Regions from separate parts of the Bombyx mori genome. Here region 2 is linked to region 1. The links are chromatin contacts, called in public Hi-C maps. All regions are on one chromosome and are shown on one strand. Each heading gives the region's core, a stretch centred on a gene start, on an enhancer-like site or on the middle of the called end of the contact. The rest is flanking DNA. Distances are from core to core; before and after follow the strand shown.

What was found. A called contact is a pair of places that touch in the nucleus more often than the background predicts.
Region 2: a Hi-C map of midgut shows a contact between it and region 1, with 2.3 times the contacts expected there. The contact joins the enhancer-like site here to the promoter of LOC101741162 in region 1. A contact is called at or near these places in 3 of 7 Hi-C or Micro-C datasets (middle silk gland, midgut and whole pupa).

The regions. Positions count from the first base shown.
Region 1 is chr13:8,673,856-8,676,960 of ASM3026992v2, forward strand. LOC101741162 (ankyrin repeat, SAM and basic leucine zipper domain-containing protein 1) reads right to left here and starts at 1,571. Exons shown (of 8, transcript XM_004927804.5): 1 at 1,307-1,571; 2 at 1-88. The coding sequence starts at 1,381.
Region 2 is chr13:8,813,375-8,816,350 of ASM3026992v2, forward strand. No RefSeq gene overlaps it. Among protein-coding and RNA genes, the nearest start is that of LOC134199979, 8.3 kb to the right of the region's middle. Within about 2 kb of position 1,662, at least 2 of the 8 cell types and tissues checked have open chromatin away from gene starts, as enhancers often do.

The sequences.
Region 1 (3,105 bases), core at 321-2,820:
TCATGTTTCCGTTTATGATAGCTTCCTGTAAAGCCACTTCTACCTTCTTCTTACTGCTAATTTGACTAGAATAGTCATAGTTTCTAACCTGTAAATATAATTTAAATACATAATTAACAATCACAGTGCCTATTGTAATTTGGAAATAACACATTCTTATGCATAATATATGGTGCTTTTCAATTTCAGTTGACGGGTTGATTGATAGTCATACCATGACATGACATGATAGTCATTGTTTGTCAATTCTCTAAATACAAAGAAAAAATAAAGTGAACTGGATATTTGTGTATTTTGTTGACACTTTAGCTAGTACATAAAAACAGAAAAAAGTGGTTTGGAGATGTTAGATTCAGTAATATACTAGCCCAAAACAGATGCAAATTTCTATTTGTAAACTATAAACCACTGCAAAAGTAAGTAACAGCATTGCCACAGCTGTTTCAGCTACAAATTAAGTCATTGATTTAGTGAGTAAAAGTGAGAAATAGGGTTGTACGGCTAAGACGATCATGCCAACACACAGTATTAAGGGAAAGGTGAACTCAATGCAGTAAAAGTGGAACTTACAATGATCTCACCATATCCGGGTTACAAATGTAATCATTGAAGAGGATAAAACATGCCTGTTTGTCATTGACCACTGCTGTTCATGGACATTAACGATGTGAAAGAACAATATGAAATAGAAGAAACTTAAAAATTGATAGCTGAGATATTGTATTCGAGGAAGGCTGTTTTTTTTTTTAAATTTAAATCTTGTGTCAATTGTAGTAAGTAATGTAATAAATGTGTAATTTTGACATAAGTAAAGATTTGTTGATAAACAATTGTATGATAAAAACAAAATGTGTCCATGAGCAATGGTAACCACTCACCATCAAGTAAGCCTTAAGCTCGTTTGCCTATAAGGGCGATTTAAAAAAAAGTTTACATATAAACCTTCATTTACCAAAAAACGTACAATGTAAATGAATTAAAAAAACGTGTATTCTTTCATTATATTTGAAAGAATAAATTTATATACATATGTAATCTCTCCACAATTAGTACAATTATACTACAAGTGTTTCTCAATTATTATTATTTAATTTGCTGTTTAGTTTAAAATAAGAAATGAAAAGTATGTAAGCAAATCGAGATCTAATTATTTTATACACTCTATGAACTTGTGCATGTTATTGGATCATCTTAGTAGATAAGGGAAGGTGCTCCATATGGATTATTATTACTGTTGGGATTTTTAAAAATACAATTATTTTATGAATAGTAAGAAATCAAAATGTAAGGCAATAATGTAAATTACCGGCTTCTCATAAAATCCGTAATCATCACTATCTGAATCCTCATCGGAAAATCCGGCTGGTCTGAATTGAGCCATTGTTTTTATTTGTTTTGGATAAGCTGAATTTGATGCAAAAATCTTACATATTACTTTAAAACACAATCAAAACAAATTTCATTTACAAATCAAACATACTATCAGACTATCATCTATGATTTAAATTGAGAAGATTTAGAGTATAGACAATAAACATAAATATGGAGGAAAGCTTTTGACATTTAAATACAGGATATTATCTATGCTTTTAGTAGTATTATTTCTATTTTGCCAACTGGAATGGCAAAAGTATCATACCATATACTTTAATTTTTTATAATTTTATTGAACAATATTAATAGGATGTGAAATGAAATTAAGTTGATTAATTTATTGTTTAATTAATATTGTTAATTTGAAACATCAATCAATTGGCGTGAAATTAAATGAAATTAATTAAAAAAATAATAAATAACAAATTAAATAAAAAAAATAGTTAAAAATGAATTGAGATGAGATGATATAGGATGAAATATAATCTCAGTAAAATGGTGGTTATTTACTAAGACTTTTTCAGCTGATTTTTTGGAGGATACCGAGAAGCTACGTCTAGCGGCTTTGTTTCATTTTCCCACATTTGTGCACTTTCACAGATACAAAATATAATAAGCCACTGTTATTACACTTTTAAACCTGAAGAAACATTAAATAGGTAGATAAAATAAAACAATTCAGACAGCTTTGCTCCTCGCGTTCCCGTTAATAATCTTCTATATGCTTTTAGCATTGACTTCTTTGAGAGAAAAAAAAAATCGGTTGCTGTAAAGTCGGTTTACTGACGCTAGGTGAACGTGACAACGTCATAAAAGAAAATACTGATGGAATGGTTTCATTTTTCAATTATCGCAATTATCGTTGCTCTAAACAATTGACACCACATTCACTTTTCATTGAATTTCATACATAACGAAAACATGTATTATTATTAAAATGTATTATTGTATAGCAGCTGTCCACGCGGATGCATCGCTCACAATGAAGTAGGAAACCTATGGAAATGAAACGTCAACCAAAATTTCGTGCCACTGTGACGTCATCTGGCCACAAAACATGGCGGCTTTAGTGCTGTACAAAAGATTTCAATGTTATCAGGTTTTATCGATAAACGTTCTTGGCTCATTTTATTTTAAATATTGTTGAGTATTATTTATTTGTAGAATTTATACTTTAATGGGAAGTAAGTAGGTATATTGTTATGTGCAAATATGATATGATTTAGATGGGTGAAATCTAAGACAAGTTCGTCCTTCGAATTTGCCAAGTAAACGATATGATGATTTTTAAAAGTTGCTACACTGATTTTATAAAGTTGTCGTTTGTCGCAAAACATAAAGATATGGCGTAGTTCAAAGCCATCAGCCCATTTCTAGCATGCTAAATGTTATCGTATTTTGAGTACGTGTTTTTCTTAGACTATTACAATCTATTTTAATTGTTTTGCTGACTCTAAAGTCCGTAACATACTACCGCAGCGCACCCCAAGGAAGGTGCGCCGCACCATTTGAATCACTTTCGCTTGAGAGTGATTCAAATTTTAAACTTATCAAGGGACCGCGTGAAAAAAAAAACACCTACAGAACATTTATTCATTAATTACAAACGTCATTCCTTGTGACTTCCTCTCTAAAATCACTTAATTATTAAAAATTTAACAAATTTACAATAGTGTTTTACTCACTGCGGAATAAAACTATTTTATTTAAATAGTTCCGAAGAGATTTTGT
Region 2 (2,976 bases), core at 412-2,911, 140 kb after region 1:
AAATATGTATTTGTAAGTAAAACACCGTTTAAAAAATGTTAAACCTACCATAAGCTTAATTATACATTCAAATATTAATAAAAATGCTAATAACGAACATTAGATTTATTTGTTTACTTGGGTTGTGCTAAAAACGTTTGAAATAATATTTCAAGCTCCCAATAAAACGTAATTTAAGTGAATATTCACAAGAGAGTAAAGTGATGGCTTAACGTCACTTCAATTTGTGTTAGAAATAAGTGTGCGCGCCTCGAGTAACCCGGAGACAGGGGTAATGTATTCCCATACATACATAAGTGAAAACATTTTAAGAAGCTCTACGGACCCACTGCATCACCCCCGGGGTTAGGGCCTAAAAGCACTATCTCAGAACCAAAGCCTTACAACTCTTCTCGAATTCAACTTACTTTTCTCTGTATAGGTGCTCGGGTATTTTAAGCGAGAATTAATTCGTTTTGATACTTTGCGATCTTCGAATTCTTCAATAAAATTTCTTTATTTAATAACCATGCACTATACTGGTGGTAGGACCTCTTGTGAGTCCGCACGGGTAGGTACCACCGCCCCGCCTATTTCTGCCGTGAAGCAGTAATGCGTTTCGGTTTGAAGGGTGGGGCAGCCGTTGTGACTATACTGAGACCTAGAACTATATCTCAAGGTGTGTGGCGCATTTTACGTTGTAGATGTCTATGGGCTCCAGTAACCACTTAACAGCAAGTGGGCTGTGAGCTCGTCCACATATCTAAGTAATAAAATAAAAAACTATCTTGCATATTTCTGCCGAGAAGCAGTCAAGCATTCTAGTTTGAAATGTCGGATAGTCGTTATAGAATACTATTGAGGAGCGTTTGTTCATAGCGGGCTCCGTCAACGGTTTTACAGCAAATGAGCCGGGACTTCCTTCATTCCACGAACAAATAAAGAAAGTAAAAAAAGGTCTATTGCCCCCGAAGGAGATCTAACAACTCGAGAGCAGCTGCTTCGCGGATGAATCTACCACCGGATTGGAATCGCGACCCGCCGATAAGATCCGGTAAGAAACTCAGCGGGCTGTTGCATGGGTTAGGTTAGACGTCGAACTCTTTGTCGAGTTCGACTAGTACGGTTACCGGGGTCCCTAAGCCTACTGCTAGGATTAGAGCTGAAGGCGTCTAAGGCAAGGGTTACCTGGTATAACATACCTGGCGTACGGGATACCGTGATCAAAAACTTGTTATGAAATTTTGAGGTATCATTGGGCGGACACTAGATAATATAACGAACTATCTTTCCCTCAAACACTTGTGCAAGATGTTAAGAAACATAGCAGGTACTTCAAATAAATACTCATAGAGAGATATACAAATTTTAAATAAGCCAGTTAATCAAGTATTAAAACTGTTTAAGCGAAGTATGACACAGCGTAAGTACGTAACGAATTCAAGTTTAGTGCCACATAGGATTGAAACTCCTTAACCGAAGCTGCACCGGTCTCCAAGACCGGACCGCATTCTGGGTACTCAGCCAATTGACTAGAATGTGACTCTCTAAAAATACCATTTTTTACTAAAACAAAATATTCAACTCATTTCACAATAGCAACGGAGAGATCTATAGCACATAACAAGCGCCTAGCTACAAATTTTAATACCCATACATTCTTGATATTTATTTATTACCTCGCTATAGACTATTAAATTAATTGAAAAGTTTTAAGAGTGTAATTCCGTCTTCGCAGGCGTCAGGCGTCAGTTCGCGCCCGCGGCGGCGCGGCGTGGCGGAAGCGAATCTCGATGTTTTGTAATGGAGCTTTTTAAAATGGAAGTCGAACTTTTGTCAGACACTTTTAGCCGCGCCGGAGATACATTTAAGCTTTTTAACTTTTCCACTCCAGTAATGTATCCCGGCTTTCGTATATCTGTAGTCGAGGTGTCACATAAGTTTTTTTTTTATTTACTCCATTGAATTGAGTTGGTAAGTTTCTATTCCAGTTTAGTCTTATTCCATCCGACGTGATAAATACTTAGAAGTTGTTCATTTCATTGAAAAATTGTTACTATAACGTTTGACGGAAAGTAAACAGACCGATGTAAATTAATATTGCATTCGTAACTACTGCCTCATTTCCTAGAGACGCAACCGTAAATCCGCAATGAGATGAACCCATCGATAATTAAAATAAGGATCAAATAAGTCATATATTTCAACATTTCAAACTTCGGATGTACTTATGATTTTTATTATTAACTACACGTGCACCGTGGTTTCATTAGCGTTGAAATTACTATTCAAAAAGAGTGAAATATTTTAAAGGCTTGCCTTTAAAGGTGTCACTATTTAGTTCGTAAACCACTAGTCATATCACAAGCTATTCCGATCCGACAATAGATTCAGAAGCCGTGCTCCTGCGAGGGCTAGTATTAGCAAGCCTTCCGAAAGGTGAGCTCACCTATAAAACTGAGCGTAATTGGAATAGCCCCTTAGGCTACCAACTATTAAGTAGGAAAATAATATATGGCAACGGTAACCTTATCTATGTCGCTATTCGGCTCATAAACTTCTAGTCTAGTCTATGCGATGATAGATGTAAAATCTACACTATGTATACATATTTAGTACTTACGTAAATTCGAACGAGCGCCTTCGTTGTCAAAGTAGTGGTTATGCCAAATTTAAACTTCTTCGATCGGATAGTTTCAGATGTCTCGTGAAGGGTGTGCTTTTGTTTTATTATATAGATTTGAAGTTATGAATTTAGAGGAAAATTATTATGAAGACGTTAGGTATAGTTTTTATCAACAATGGCGGCAAATACGTCACAGGTCCCAGCCGTTGAAAATTAATAGCTCAATAATGATGCTACCTTTCTCCAGATATTAAATAATCTCTTTGAAAATCAATTGAAGGAGAACATCTCACAGCAACTGTGCACTTCCGAAAAAAGGATTGGTTGTTTGAGGAATAAATCAGGATTTTGAAAACATACTATACGCGAGG